Linked DNA regions of Mus musculus: all the other regions are linked to region 1. Evidence: chromatin contacts called from public Hi-C and promoter capture Hi-C data. All regions are on one chromosome and are shown on one strand. The core of a region is the stretch at or near the end of the contact, and the rest is flanking DNA. Distances in the headings are between cores, read along the strand shown.

Evidence for each region. Promoter capture Hi-C pulls out the DNA fragments that hold promoters and counts their contacts. A called contact is a pair of places that touch in the nucleus more often than the background predicts.
Region 2: a contact with region 1 is called in a promoter capture Hi-C map of hippocampal neurons, with 2.5 times the contacts expected there. The contact joins the promoter of Rsc1a1 here to the promoter of Fbxo42 in region 1. A contact is called at or near these places in 2 of 39 promoter capture datasets (hippocampal neurons and liver).
Region 3: a Hi-C map of CD8 T cells shows a contact between it and region 1, with 8 times the contacts expected there. The contact joins the promoter of Efhd2 here to the promoter of Fbxo42 in region 1. A contact is called at or near these places in 1 of 484 Hi-C or Micro-C datasets (CD8 T cells) and 2 of 115 datasets of contacts at active chromatin or transcription factors (bone marrow-derived dendritic cells and pancreatic cancer cells).

The regions. Positions count from the first base shown.
Region 1 is chr4:141,144,522-141,149,384 of GRCm38.p6, reverse strand. It overlaps Fbxo42 (F-box protein 42), which reads right to left and starts at 1,463. Exons shown (of 10, transcript NM_172518.3): 1 at 1,206-1,463.
Region 2 is chr4:141,682,916-141,687,843 of GRCm38.p6, reverse strand. It overlaps Rsc1a1 (regulatory solute carrier protein, family 1, member 1), which reads left to right and starts at 2,128. Exons shown (of 1, transcript NM_023544.5): 1 at 2,128-4,281. The coding sequence starts at 2,245. The coding sequence ends at 3,993. Ddi2 (DNA-damage inducible protein 2) reads left to right here. Exons shown (of 10, transcript NM_001017966.2): 10 at 2,213-4,281.
Region 3 is chr4:141,872,132-141,876,547 of GRCm38.p6, reverse strand. It overlaps Efhd2 (EF hand domain containing 2), which reads left to right and starts at 1,628. Exons shown (of 4, transcript NM_025994.3): 1 at 1,628-1,988. The coding sequence starts at 1,681.

The DNA.
Region 1 (4,863 bases), core at 214-2,713:
AGAGCTACAGACTGAATTCTAAGTGATGGTATCTCTTCGCCAATTTATCCTTGTCCCTTTAAATCCATGATGTCATCATTCTTAAACACAAGCAAAACCCGATGTGTTACAAAAGACGTTTGGTGTGTCCAAGCAAAAGAGATGGCCCCGACAATTCACAACAGCACAAATCCATGTGAAGCCATTCTTGCTCCATGAAAAGGCCACCCGGCATCAAACATCTTCTCTACCCTAAAGAAATGAAACTAAAGACTCTCAATTACTACCACTTAAACAACAACAAAAAAGTTCCGAGAAAAATAAATAAATAACAAAAATAATCGAGTGTTGCCTCCGGCAAGTGAAACCCAGTAATGTGTCTGTCTGGTTCTGTATCTTAGATCCATCGGAACGCTGCCACTGTAAAGTCCAAACGCTTTGGCAACTGAGAAACGAAACATGGCTTTTCCTACTAAAACTCCGAGGATCCAACAGACAAAGCAACCGGCTTATTCCAAAGGTTTCCAACCAACTCCAGCATCTCAAGTTTTCTCAGCTGAAGCTACCAGGCTCTCTCACCTAATTGTGGTTTTCTTGATTTACAAACTCGTTGCCACCCTCCACGGACAATTCTCACCGGGGCAAGCCTTCTTCAGTCACAACGTGGACTGCTGTCTCCAGCCAGGAGAGCTGCAGTTCCCACTAAGAGAACACTCAGACGGCTAGGGGTCAGGGAAGGAACTGCTTGTGTTTTATTTCGTCAGCCGATTCCCCAAAAAAATCATCTCTTGGGCAGCTGCAGCTTCTGAGACGCCCGCCGGCCCCCTCGCCGCAGCCCCAATTCAGGAGGGCAGCAAGCGGGCTCCCGCTCTTCACCGAGGACTTCAGGGTTTCAGGGGGCGGGGTGAGGCTCCATGACACCCCGAAAGCCATTCTCCACCCCCTGACCGCGCATCCTTTCCCGGCCTGGAGGAGGACCCGGACCACCCTGCTGAGGAGAGGGCACAGGTCTGCGCCCATCCCGAGAGCTGGCTGCAAAGGGGCGCACGTCCCCACCTTAGCCTGGGAAGCCGAGGATGACGACAGCAAGACCCCAGGCCCGCCAAGACCCACGCCCGCGCAGGACACGGGGCCCGCGCCGGACTCGGGGTGCCCCGGGGTCCCCGGGCATGAAGCGCAAGAGGCGTCGGCGCCTGGCCGCGGCCCCGCACCGGGAGAGGCCTCACCTGGCCCAGACCGCTCCGCGCTCTCGGTTTCGCGTCTCCGGCGACGGTGGCGAAGGAGCCAGGGCCGGGGCCAGAGCACAGCCGCTCTGCCTCAGGCCGGTGCTTGCTGTGCTCGGGGGATCTTCACCGCTGGCGGAACCCGGGGTCGCCCGGAGCCGCCATCTTCCTCCACTCAAACGCCGCCGCGGCTACCACCGCCGCCGCCGCCGTCCCTGATGCCACCGCCGCTGCTGCTCAGACCGGGAGACGACAGCGCGCAGTGCGCATGCGCTGAGGCGGGGCGCGGAGGAAGCGCGCGCGCGCGCACACACGTCAGCGTGACCGGCCTTCCGCGCGGCGGCCGCTGGGCGGCGCCATATTGAGAAGGGCCGAGGGCGCGGAGCTTTCTAGGACTCTTATCAGGATCGGCGCGGCTGAGCGCTGGTATCTGAGCTGTTTTTCCGATTGTTTGATAGTGCAGACTTAGATTAAGGCACTTGTGCCCCCAGGTACCCACGGGTTGAGCGTAGAGAAAGGGCAATGGGGAACGGAAGTGCCTTTTAGATATCCCCAGGGAGAGGAAGCTCCCGGCGTTGGAGCCTCTGGAAACTGTAGCAGCAGCTATGTTGCTACCAACTTTAAAAAAAAAAAAAAAAAAGAGGAAACCCAGTCTCAAAACTCCCGGTGTAGAGCGGAGCCTGGGAGGAAACAAGCCTGTGTGTTTCTCTGTGCTTCCCAGTGTGGCCATCACCGAGGAGTGGGGTCCCGCTCCCACAAAAGAGTCTCACTTCAAGAAAGCTGTGTGTAGGTGAGAACCTTCTAGAACCCATCCCTGCAGATGTGGTTTAAGGAAATGCCAGACATAGAGAGCTCAAGCTCTTGTGCAATTGGAGCATTCTGAGACATCAAGCGAATAGCCCTGGGATAAAGTAGACCTAGGCTTGTATAGCCCGTGAGACGTGGTACTAGGTCAAAAGTACCACGAGGCTTGGTGACACTCCTTTAAGTCCAGTTATGCAGGAGGTTTAAGGGCGAGAATTGCTTGATCCAGGAGTTTGAATCTACTTTGAGGAACCTCAATCTAAAAAAAACATTTATGTTCCTCATATAAACATTAGAAAAAACTCTGGCACGCAGTAAGTGAGAAACTAAGAAATTCCATTGCCCTGGCATGGTGGTTGACTATTAATCCCAGCACTTGGGAAGCAGAGGTAAGTAGATTTCTGAGTTCAAGGCCAGCATGGTCTACATAATGAGACCCTGTCTCAAAGAAAAAGAGAAAGAAGTCTTGGCTTGCAAAATGGCTCAGCAGGTAAGGGTGCTTCCCCCAAGCTTGAAGACCCGAGTTCAATGCCTAGAACCTACATGATGGAGGGAGAAAACCAATGCCAACTCCCACAGTTTCCACCCTGATCTTCATTCTCAAACAATGACACTTGTGAACATACATACAGTAAATATTGCGTGTGCCTGAGCATATCTTGTGCACCACGTGTGTGGGTGCCCTTAGAGGCTAGTAGAGGGTGTCAGATCCCCTGGAACTGGAATTATAGGCAGTTGTGACCCTACCACCGCCATGTGGGTGCTAGGGATTGAACCTGGGTGGTCCTGCAAGAGCAGTACATGTCTTGACCGTCTCTCCAGCCCTGTAATCTAAGTTATAACATGTTCTAAGAACTCACGCTAGGTTGAGATAGCCCAGCAATAAGAATCTGTTTACCGTCAGGCATGGTGGTGCATGCCTTTAATCCCAGCACTTGGGAGGCAGAGGCAGGTGGATTTCTGAGTACGAGGCCAGCCTGGTCTACAGAGTGAGTTCCAGGACAGCCAGGGCTACACAGAGAAACCCTGTCTAGAAAAACAAAAAAAAAGAGAATCTGCTTACCCCTCTCTAGAAGACCTACATTCATGTGCCAGCACCTACAAGCTACTCACAACTGTCTAATACCAGCTCCAGGGGGTCTGACACCCTATTTGACCTCTTTGGGCACCCACCCACACAGCACACACACACTCAAGCATAGATAAAAACAAAATCTAAATATATATATGTATATATATTAAAACAAGGCTGCTACTGGCCTATGGTGGCACACACCTTTAATGACAGCACTCAGAAGGCAGAGACAGGTGAATCTCTGGGTTTGAGGCCAGCCAGGTGTACAGAGTAAGTTCCAGGACAACCAGAGCTCTTCCACAAAGAAGCGCTGACTTGGGGTACAGGTGGGGAGAATTGCTAGGTCATGTTAGAGTTCAAATACAGAACCATTTTACCCTTAGCTCAAAGATAGGCGGGAGTTTTGTTGCTTTGACGAAAAGCTTTATCATTAATATCCATCATATATAGACTAGTACCCAGCGGAGACTCACTGAATATATGTTGAATAAAAGAATGAACTGGAGCCGGGCGTGGTGGTGCACGCCTTTAATCCCAGCACTAGGGAGGCAGAGGCAGGCGGATTTCTGAGTTCGAGGCCAGCCTGGTCTACAGAGTGAGTTCCAAGACAGCCAGGGCTATACAGAGAAACCCTGTCTCGAAAAACCAAAATAAATAAATAAATAATAATTAAAAAAAAAAAAGAATGAACTGGGAATTTGAGAACTAAGAGGGGATTCAGCGGATGCATGTTTAGTGAACACCTACTATGCACCAGAGTGCAGATGCATGTTTAGTGAACACCTACTATGCACCAGAGTGCGGATGCATGTTTAGTGAACGCCTACTATGCACCAGAGTGCGGATGCATGTTTAGTGAACGCCTACTATGCACCAGAGTGCGGATGCATGTTTAGTGAACGCCTACTATGCACCAGAGTGCGGATGCATGTTTAGTGAACGCCTACTATGCACCAGAGTGCGGATGCATGTTTAGTGAACGCCTACTATGCACCAGAGTGCGGATGCATGTTTAGTGAACGCCTACTATGCACCAGAGTGCGGATGCATGTTTAGTGAACGCCTGCTATGCACCAGAGTGCGGATGCATGTTTAGTGAACAGCTACTATGCACCAGAGGGCGTGCCATATCTGTCTGTTTGTGGTTTTCTGTTTGAGATAGAGTCTCACAGTGAAGTCCTAATTTGCCTGGAGCTCTCTTTGTAGACTAGGCTGGCCTCCAACTCACAGAGATGTACTCAACGTCTACCTCCCATGTACTGGGATCAAAGGTATTTGCCATCATACCCAGCCCATCTGGAGGGTTTTTGAGAGAATTCTTATGCTGTAGAACAGGTTATACTTCCTATGTAGACCAGGCTGCTTCAACCTCCCAAGAGCTGGGATTACAGATTTTATATATGCATATATATAAAGATTTTAACCTATATTTCTGAAAGTGTATGAGGGAGTGGATGGAAGTCAGAGGACAACCCATACATAGCAGTTGGCTGTCTCCTTCCAAGGGAGCAAACTGAGGTGGTCAGGATTGGCAGCCAGTGCCCTTACCTACTGAGCCATCTCACCAGCTTGTGACTTAGGTAAAGTTAACAAGGTCCCTGATACATAAAGAGCCTGTACAAGAAAGACAATAAATATGTGTTCGTATTAACTGCAATACATAGAAAAGTTATTAAAGCGAATTATTTATTACTAATCACAGTTCACGGGTTTTTTTTTTTTATTTTTACAATGTGCATGAGAGGGTGTGTGTGTGCGTTTGCTTGTGTGTGCATGCCATGG
Region 2 (4,928 bases), core at 879-3,378, 540 kb before region 1:
TTCCAGGACAGCCAGGGTTATACAGAGAAACCCTGTCTCAAAAAACCAAAAAAAAAAAAAAAAAAAAAAAAAAGAAAGAAACATTCAGGCAAAAAAATTATGGGCTGGTGAGATGGCTCAGTGGGTAAGAGCACCCGACTGCTCTTCCAAAGGTCCAGAGTTCAAATCCCAGCAACCACATGGTGGCTCACAACCATCCGTAATGAGATCTGACTCCCTCTTCTGGAGTGTGTGAAGACAGCTACAGTGTATTTACATAAAATAATAAATAAATCTTTAAAAAAAAAAAAAAAAAAAAAAGAAGTTAGTCACGCCGGGCGTGGTGGCGCACACCTTTGCCTTTAATCCCAGCACTCTGGAGGCAGAGGCAGGCGGATTTCTGAGTTCTAGGACAGCCAGGGCTACACAGAGAAACCCTGAAAAAAAAAGAAGTTAGTCACTACCTTGAGGGGGTGCCACTGGCCTTTGAGCCCAGCATTTGCTCTTGAGTTCAAGGCCAGCCTGGTCTACAAAGTGAGTTCCAGTATAGCCAAAGAAACTCTTTCTCATAAAACAAACAGAAAGAACAACATAGGCTACAGGAGATCCCATCTCAACCACAAAAAGGAAAAGCTGACAACTTCCAGCAGGCCCATCCTCTCTCTCATGCAGCTCAGCGGGGTCTGATGAATTAATTAGTGATGTTAGCATCATAACTGCACTCTGTGTGACCTCACCAGTGGAAAACCAGCACTCACACTGATGTTAGTGTTCAGCACAAAGCATCTGAATTGAATTTAATAACCCAGGAACCAATATTTCCAGGGTTGATAGCAATCTATGCCTTTTAATTAAAGATATTTTTGGTGGTTAGAGGCTGGTTTTTAATAGTGCCAGAGGAGTTGGACCACTGTGGCTTCCGCATCAAGTTTGAAGGGCAATCAAATTCGGGTGGGTGTAAGTTATTGTTGCCTATCAAAGAATGATTACACTCTTCCTCTGCCCTCCTGTGGATTCAGTGACGTGCCTACGCCTGGTCAGTTCTGTTGTGCTGTACGAGGGTACAGCATTGAGAAGCTGGGCGTAATCCTGCATGTTGATCCCAGCACTCACACTAAAGCAGGAAACTCCCACACGTTTCAGGCTGAACAGAGCTCGTTAGAGAGCTAGAGATGTAGTTGGATTAGCAGAAGGCCTCCTGGCATATGTAAGATGAGGTTGGTTTGGTCCAGAGCACTACAGAAATTTGAGAACAGTAATGCATACCCATAGCTCTGACACTGGGAGCCATCGTCCTTATACATGAAGTCAAGAGTACAGGAAATGTGGAGGCCTCAAGTATGAATGCACAGTGGTTGAACAGATAAATAAAATTCTGTCTGCTTCATTTTTTGTTTTGTTCTTTGAATTGGGTGCTTAGTTTTACCATGGTTTTTGAAAAGCTTGGCTAGAAATAAAATCCACTGTTTACTTGTCTGTCTTCTAGAGCTCTCCAGGCATGTAAACCCCACCTCTCTTGGTTGCCCTGCTCTCTTGCCAGCGTGCTTGCTTTTGGACACCTGTGCTTACACTTGAAACATGAACAGCGAACTGGAGCCAACAGTGGTGGCCCATGCTGTAACCCCAGTGCTTAGGAGGCTGACGCACAAGGATTGCTGATAATTAAAGGCTTATCTGGCTTTACTATAGTGAGTTGGCCAGCCTAGGCTACAGAGTGAGAACCTATTGGGTTTTGTTTGTTTGTTTGTTGTTGTTTTAAAGAGGGGAAAAAGCCTTGTCATGAGAATCATCCTGTGAAGATGCAAAAAATCACCAGAAATAAAGTGACTGCTTGGTGTGGTGATGCGCTCCCATAGCCCAGCACTGCAGAAGCCAGGCAGGCGCCTCTCAGCTTACGGCCAGCTCTGCTGTGCAGTGAGAGCCTTTCTGGAGTGAATAAATACATCAATAAGTATCTTTTAAGTGTGAGCACTGACCCATCCATTGTGAAGTGCACGCTAATAGTGCTTTCTTTACATATGGAATTTTAATGTTTATTAAGCACACACCCATTTCAGCTTCAGTGACAGATGCTACCTTGCCACCATGAGAAAGATTCTTGTATTTTTTTTTTTTTTAGCATATTTGCAAGAGAGACCTAAATTAAAAGGCCTGCTTTTATTCTATTGAGGATTCAACTCTGATAAGTTAGTGGTCTGCTAGCTAATCTTTTTCTCTTTTCTCTTTATTACAGAGAAAAGCAGTAAAGAATCTACCTCACTGGGAATGTCATCATTGCCGACTTCAGATGGGTTTGACCATCCAGCTCCTTCAGGGCAGAGTCCTGAGGTTGGTAGCCCGACGAGTCTCGCTCGCTCTGTTTCTGCTTCCGTCTGCGCCATCAAGCCCGGTGACCCCAATAGCATTGAATCTCTAGCTATGGAGGCTACGAAGGCTTCAGCTGAATTCCAGACAAACTCTAAGAAAACAGACCCTCCTCCTCTGCAGGTTCTTCCTGACCTTGCTTCCTCAGCAGAGCAGAGTCTAGCCATGCCTTTCCATAAGTCATCAAAAGAAGCCGTTGTTGCAGGTAATCTGGAGAAATCTGTTGAGAAAGGAACCCAGGGCCTCAGAGTGTATCTCCACACAAGACAGGACGCTAGTTTAACTCTCACAACTACTGGGATGCGGGAGCCACAGATATTTGCGGAGGAAAAGAGTTGGCATCCAGAAAATCAGACCCCAAGTCCCGTGAACGGCCTTCAGCAGCACAGAGAAACAGGGAGTGTACAGCGAGAGGCTGGACAGCAGAGTGTTCCACAGGACCAGGGCTGTCTTTGTGACGCAGAAGACCTTGAGCTTCATGAAGAAGTTGTCAGTTTGGAAGCTCTGAGGAAAGGTGAGCTACAAAGACACGCTCATCTTCCCAGTGCAGAGAAGGGTCTTCCAGCTTCAGGACTCTGTAGCTGTCCATGCTCAGAAGCCCTGATGGAAGTAGATACAGCTGAACAGTCTCTGGTTGCTATGTGCAGCTCAACAGGCAGGCAGGATGCCGTCATCAAGAGCCCTAGTGTAGCACATCTCGCTTCAGATAATCCCACTATGGAAGTGGAGACATTACAGTCTAACCCGTCCTGTGAGCCTGTGGAACATTCCATCTTGACTCGGGAATTGCAGCTCCCAGAAGATAATGTTGACATGTCTACAATGGATAACAAAGATGACAATTCCTCTTCCCTTCTAAGTGGCCACGGTCAGCCCTCTGTGGAATCAGCAGAAGAATTTTGTTCATCTGTCACAGTGGCCTTGAAAGAACTCCATGAGCTTTTGGTCATTAGCTGTAAGCCAGCTTCAGAAGAGTCACCTGAGCATGTTACCTGTCAGTCAGAGATAGGAGCTGAGAGCCAACCAAGTGTTTCAGACCTTTCAGGAAGAAGGGTCCAAAGTGTGCATTTGACCCCTAGTGACCAGTACTCACAAGGCTCCTGTCACCAGGCCACCTCTGAATCAGGAAAGACAGAAATCGTAGGAACTGCCCCTTGTGCTGCGGTAGAAGATGAAGCATCCACTAGCTTTGAAGGTCTGGGTGATGGCTTGTCACCTGACCGAGAAGATGTCCGCAGATCAACAGAGTCAGCCAGGAAGAGCTGTTCTGTCGCCATAACCTCAGCTAAACTGTCTGAGCAGTTGCCCTGCACCTCAGGGGTAGAAATAGCACCTGAACTTGCAGCAAGTGAGGGTGCCCACAGTCAGCCTTCAGAGCATGTGCATAATCCAGGCCCAGACAGGCCGGAGACCAGCAGTGTCTGCCCTGGAGCTGGGTTGCCCCGTAGTGGATTGGACCAACCTCCCACACAGTCCTTGTCCACCCCCTCCGTTCTTCCACCGTTCATCTTTCCTGCTGCAGATGTTGACAGGATTCTTGGTGCCGGCTTCACTCTGCAGGAAGCGCTCGGGGCTCTGCATCGAGTTGGTGGGAATGCAGACCTTGCCCTTCTTGTTTTGTTAGCAAAGAACATTGTAGTCCCAACATAATTGTGGGAAGTGGGCTAGGCCACACGTCATTCCTTTTGAAAAAGCCCTTTTCACACAAATATACTACACACACACACACACAATGTGTAGAAAATCTGCAAGCAAAATGTTGAGCCAGATTTTTTTTTTGCCGGCCAAAGTAATTTATGATCTTTTGTCTGAATTTGTCTATTCTACTTGTTAACATTTGGGCCTTTTAAATGTATTGGCAGTGTGTGCATACAAAGCTTTTTATTCTCATGACGATGATGTATTCTGGAATAAAGCAGATGGTTTTGTGTATAGCATACCATTTTAGAATGAGTGAGTGCTTTGAAAGCAGGAGTCATGAGGAACCTGCCATCTACGGAGCTAGGACAGATCAGCTGCCCGCCGTGGCTCTGGCTGTGCTGTGTGCAGGGGATGGCTTTTAACAGGAAGCTGGAGAAGATAATAACTTCTAGAGTTGTATGTTTTGAGAAGGAGAAGATAATAACTTCTAGAGTTGTATGTTTTGATTTGTGTGCTCAGGGTTGACATTTAAGTAGGGCGAGCGGGAGGGCTTACACCTTGGGCTACCTTGTTTGTACATCATAGGTTGCTGCATGGACTGATTGCCAAATACCTTCATGACCATGGGAAGGGTGTGGGGAAATTCACATTAGCGTGAAACCTGGTGCTACTTGTATTTTAAAAGGGAAAGGAAAAAATCGCGATCATAATTCCATTTGTAAATGTCAAGGACTGAGCTAAAGATAATGGCTTAGACAGACACTGGCGTGTACTAGAGACAGGGTCGAGGCGTCTCACTGACACCCCAGCCCTCCCAGTGATCAGGGCTGACCGCCAGGAGCCTGCTGGCTGTGCAGACTCTGTTAGGAAGACTTCTGCTAGGAAGTTCTTCTCATGCTCAGTCGGAGCTGAGTGAGACAGCGAGCAAGTGCTGGGAGAGCCTT
Region 3 (4,416 bases), core at 379-2,878, 730 kb before region 1:
TGCTTTCCAGGTCTTCTGTACCCTGCCTCTGGGAGTGGGCAGTATCTGGGTACCCAGCATTGCCCTGTTATCTTAGTGATGCATCTGTGTCGGAGACTCTTGACTCCAAAGAGCAAGGCTTCCCCCAGGTGCTTGTGAAAAGCAGCTTTTTGGATCCCAGTGACAAAGGACAGGTCTGTCAGTCTAGGTAGAGCCTGGAAATCAGCATTATGGCTAGTGACCTTGCAGTTGATGCCAGAACACCATAGCTTTGAAGGTTTAAGAGTTTGTTACCGCCGGACAGTGCACGCCTTTAATCCCAGCACTTGGGAGGCAGAAGCTGGCGGATTTCTTGAGTTCGAGGTCAGCCTGGTCTACAGAGTGAGTTCCAGGACAGCCAGGGCTACACAGAGAAACCCTGTCTCAAAAAACAAAACCCCCAAAAGAAAAACAAACAAACAAACAGAGTTTGTTATCTGTCTATCTATTATCTATCATCTATCAAGGAGGGAGTCTTACTATAGAGCCCTGGCTATCCTGGATGTAGACCAGGCTGACTGAACTCAGAGACTGGCCAGAGATTTACTTTAGTTTTAAGTCTGTGTGTGTGGGGGAGGGGTATATATGCTCATGAGTGCAGATGCATAAGCAGGCCAGAAGAGGGTCTAGGATCCCTGGTGCTGGAGTTACAGGCCTTTCGTGACTTGCCCCTCTCTACCCGGACCCTACACGGATGCTAGGATGTCAGTCCTCCACAAGAGCAATAACCACTCTTAATAACTGAGCCTTCTCTTCAGACCAGCTTTGCTGTTCTTGAAGTGACAGACTAGATGACAGAGACAAATTCTCTCTGAGCTCCTCCTTTCCAGCTCCCCCCATTCCTGACGCTTTGGGGAGGAGGTCACCCCTCTGGGATCCCCATCAAAGAGGCAACATGGAGATCTCTCTGAAATCCCTCTGAGGTGGAGAGTCCCAGGCATCCGCCGGATCAGGCAGCTATTGTGCTGAATCATCGTGTAACAGGACGACCCCCTTCCCCTTTCCCAGTTCTTTGGGGACCTTGAGAACTGGTAGGGTGCCATCTCCCTCATAGCAGCTACCCCACTTTTGAATGACGCCAGTCATGATAGCCCTGGAGACAGTCTCAACTGGGCTCCAGTGCTAGGGTCCACCTTCTTCAGATTCCTGCCACCTTATCAAGAACGCCCAGCGGTTCACTACCAGTGGTCTCCATGGCAACCGACAGGGTGTCAGAGACACAAACCCCTTTCAGAGAACGGGTTGAGAGCCGCGCCCCTCTCCAGTCCCTGAACACACAGCCACCTCCTGCGAGCGGACCCTCTTCCCTCCCGAAGGGTTGGGACACCCCCTTCCCAGGTTCCTTCCAGAGGGCTCCTGGGACTCAGCGTCACCCAGAGGTCATCAGAGAGAAGTTGATGGTTTTTCACTGTGGGGGAGGGAGGGGAACGATGATGAGGAGCTGGGGAGCGGAATGCACTTGACCCCCCTACCCCCCTCCGGGGATAGAGAAGGACCCGGCACGCGGCAAAGGCGGCGGGAGCCAGCCCGGGGGCGGGCGGTCCCCTAAGTCCCACCTTCAGGGCGGCGCCTGGCGGCGGGGAGTGTCAGGAAGAGGAAGAGCGCGGCCGGGAGCGCGGCGCAGAGCAGGGGCCCGGCCGAGGCAGCGCTGCGCGGGCCACCATGGCCACGGACGAGTTGGCCAGCAAGCTGAGCCGGAGGCTGCAGATGGAGGGCGAAGGCGGCGAGGCGACGGAGCAGCCGGGGCTCAACGGGGCGGCGGCGGCGGCGGCGGCCGAGGCTCCCGACGAGACTGCCCAGGCGTTGGGCAGCGCGGACGACGAGCTGAGCGCCAAGCTGCTGCGGCGCGCGGACCTCAACCAGGGCATCGGCGAGCCACAGTCGCCCAGCCGCCGCGTCTTCAACCCCTACACCGAGTTCAAGGAGTTCTCCAGGAAGCAGATCAAAGACATGGAGAAGATGTTCAAGCAGTAAGTGCCCCTGCACCCGGTTCCCCACCACCCTAGACCCGGCCTCGGGCCCTAACCTCCCGTATCCCCAATTAGATTCCCCCAGAACCCCGTCTCACCAGGGTGGGGAACTCTGCTGCTTTTCTAAAGAGCCACGAGGCTTCCAGACCCACCACCCCAGCACGCAAGTGGATCTGGGGAGCTCCCGTTCCTGACATGTGACCCCTCCTCCTGGTGATACTGCCCTCGGAATAGCCCACGCGGATTGGGGGCTCCCTGAGGTTCCTTCCAGATAATCGCAGGTCCCCAGCGAGTCACTACCACCACACAGGGTACCGACCTCCTTCCCACTGTTAATGTTACTGCACCCACCACCCTACACCCAAACATATCGAGAAAGGGAGAAAGGGCCGGTGGCTTCCCTTCCGCTCCGTCCTAACTACTGGACTCCCTACCCCCACCGCAATAAGGCAACCCTACTGCCTCTTAAGGGGACATTCCCCCCGGCACCCATGCCAGACTTGTGCCTTTTACTGGGTCCTTTAATTTCTTCTGCTTAGTTATGGACTCTCTCCTACTAGGTTGGGTCCACAACCCCCTCCCCCCAACACACACACACACACACACACACACACACACACACCCTCAGCTATACTATGTTTACTTACTGTGGGTGAAAACTCTTCAGGCCTTTCCATTCCCGCCCACCCTGTTGACCAGGTTCCATTTCCTTAACACTGTGCGGTCTTGCTAGGGAAGGGCTCCTCTGTCCCTGTCCCCCAGTCTACAAACATGTAACTCCCCTATCATCAGGACAGAGTCCCCTGGGACTTAGCCCCTCTTCATACACTGTGAGTCCACCTTCCTCCCCTCCCTCCCTTCTCCCCCATTACCCCGCCCCCCCACCTCGAACCCCTTCACTCCGTGGTTGTGCAGTGGTGACTCCCCTGCCCTTTATCAGAAGGCAGCCCTCTTCCCCAGTGACAGTTCCTCCCTTCCCAGACAATCCCTGGAGCCCATTCTCTCTCTATGTGCCCTGCCTAGGGTCTCCAACCCCTGCCTTCTACTTTCTATGATTCTAAGCTGTACCCTTACCAGATTAGGATGTCCCCAAGACCTGTGGGCTCAGCCATTCCACACCCCCACAAAATCCAGCAATATGGAGATGGGGGAAGAGTACCCATAGGGGTAGAGAAGATGCAAGTGCCCCTCCAAAGGACCGGCCTCCCGTCTTCCTAGTAAGCCACCTATGTTCCTGGAAAGGAAATGGTCCTCCAGGCACCAGGCTGGAGCGGATCCCAGAGGGGACCAAACCACAGAAGCTGAGCTTGGGGTGGGGTACGCAGGGAATCCCAAAGCAGAAGACAGCCAGCAGATTGAGAGCCCCAGCCACACCCCACGGACAGTGCCCAGACACCCATCAGGAAGCCCGGAAAGGGGGCGTTCCCTCCAACCAGGGTCCAGAGAGGATTTTCCCATGTCCCACTTCCTTCCACACCCACAGCCAGTCCTCATAGGGAAAGAGGACGTTAGGTCCCAGCTATGGGTGACTAGAAGCTTCCTGATGCCGCTATAATGCACCCCCCAAACTTCTACATGGAGGTTCCAGGGCAAGAGGATACCCTCTGACTTCAGTCTCCACTGACTGACCAGGCTAGAACGGCAGGAATCCACACTCCTTGCTTTTGAACCTTAGGGCAACGGTGACTTCCAGGTTGATCCACCCTGTGGATTCCAGAGAGTTACTTAGGTGTCATAGATCTCTGCAGAGATAGGGCTGGGGCCTCCCAACAGTCCCGTGACTCAGGACTTTACAGCTACCAAATGATAGGATCAGGATTCGAACTCGGACCGGTAGCTTCAAAAGCCATGGCCTTCCCTTCTGAACTGTCTCTCACAGATACCTGTGTCAGTGTCTCGAAACACATCCCAACACCTCTTTGTGTGTGTGTTCTGTGTGTGTGTATGTGAGACTGACCTCCCCCCTCCACCATCCACCACCAGCCCATTTTACATTTCCTCCTTCTCTTATCTTTCGGCAGTATTCTTATCCCCCATACCATGGCGCTGTTTTAGGGAACCCAGATACCCCCAAAGAGCAAGCTCGGGAGAGACCACTTTGATTTGCGGGGAACCCGTGGGGAGAATGGTCTGGAAGCTGTGCTGTACTGTTTTACCCAGGCTGTTTTGGGGGGAAGCAGTTTAGTTGAGAGGTGCTTAGAGGGTGCTGGCCTCCTCAGAGCTACCTCTTGGCACTAGTGCTGCACGCTGGGGTGCTGGGAGGGGTGACAGGGTAGGAAGGGGCCAGAAAGCTGGACCTCAAGAGAAGGAAGTGCCACTCGCCAGGGTCCCTGGCTGGGGCGCAAAGCTGCTGATGTTGTATTCAGGGAAACAAGGCCTCACTGTGCCCCATGAGCCCAGCCCAGCCGAGTCCGGCTGGACACAGCCC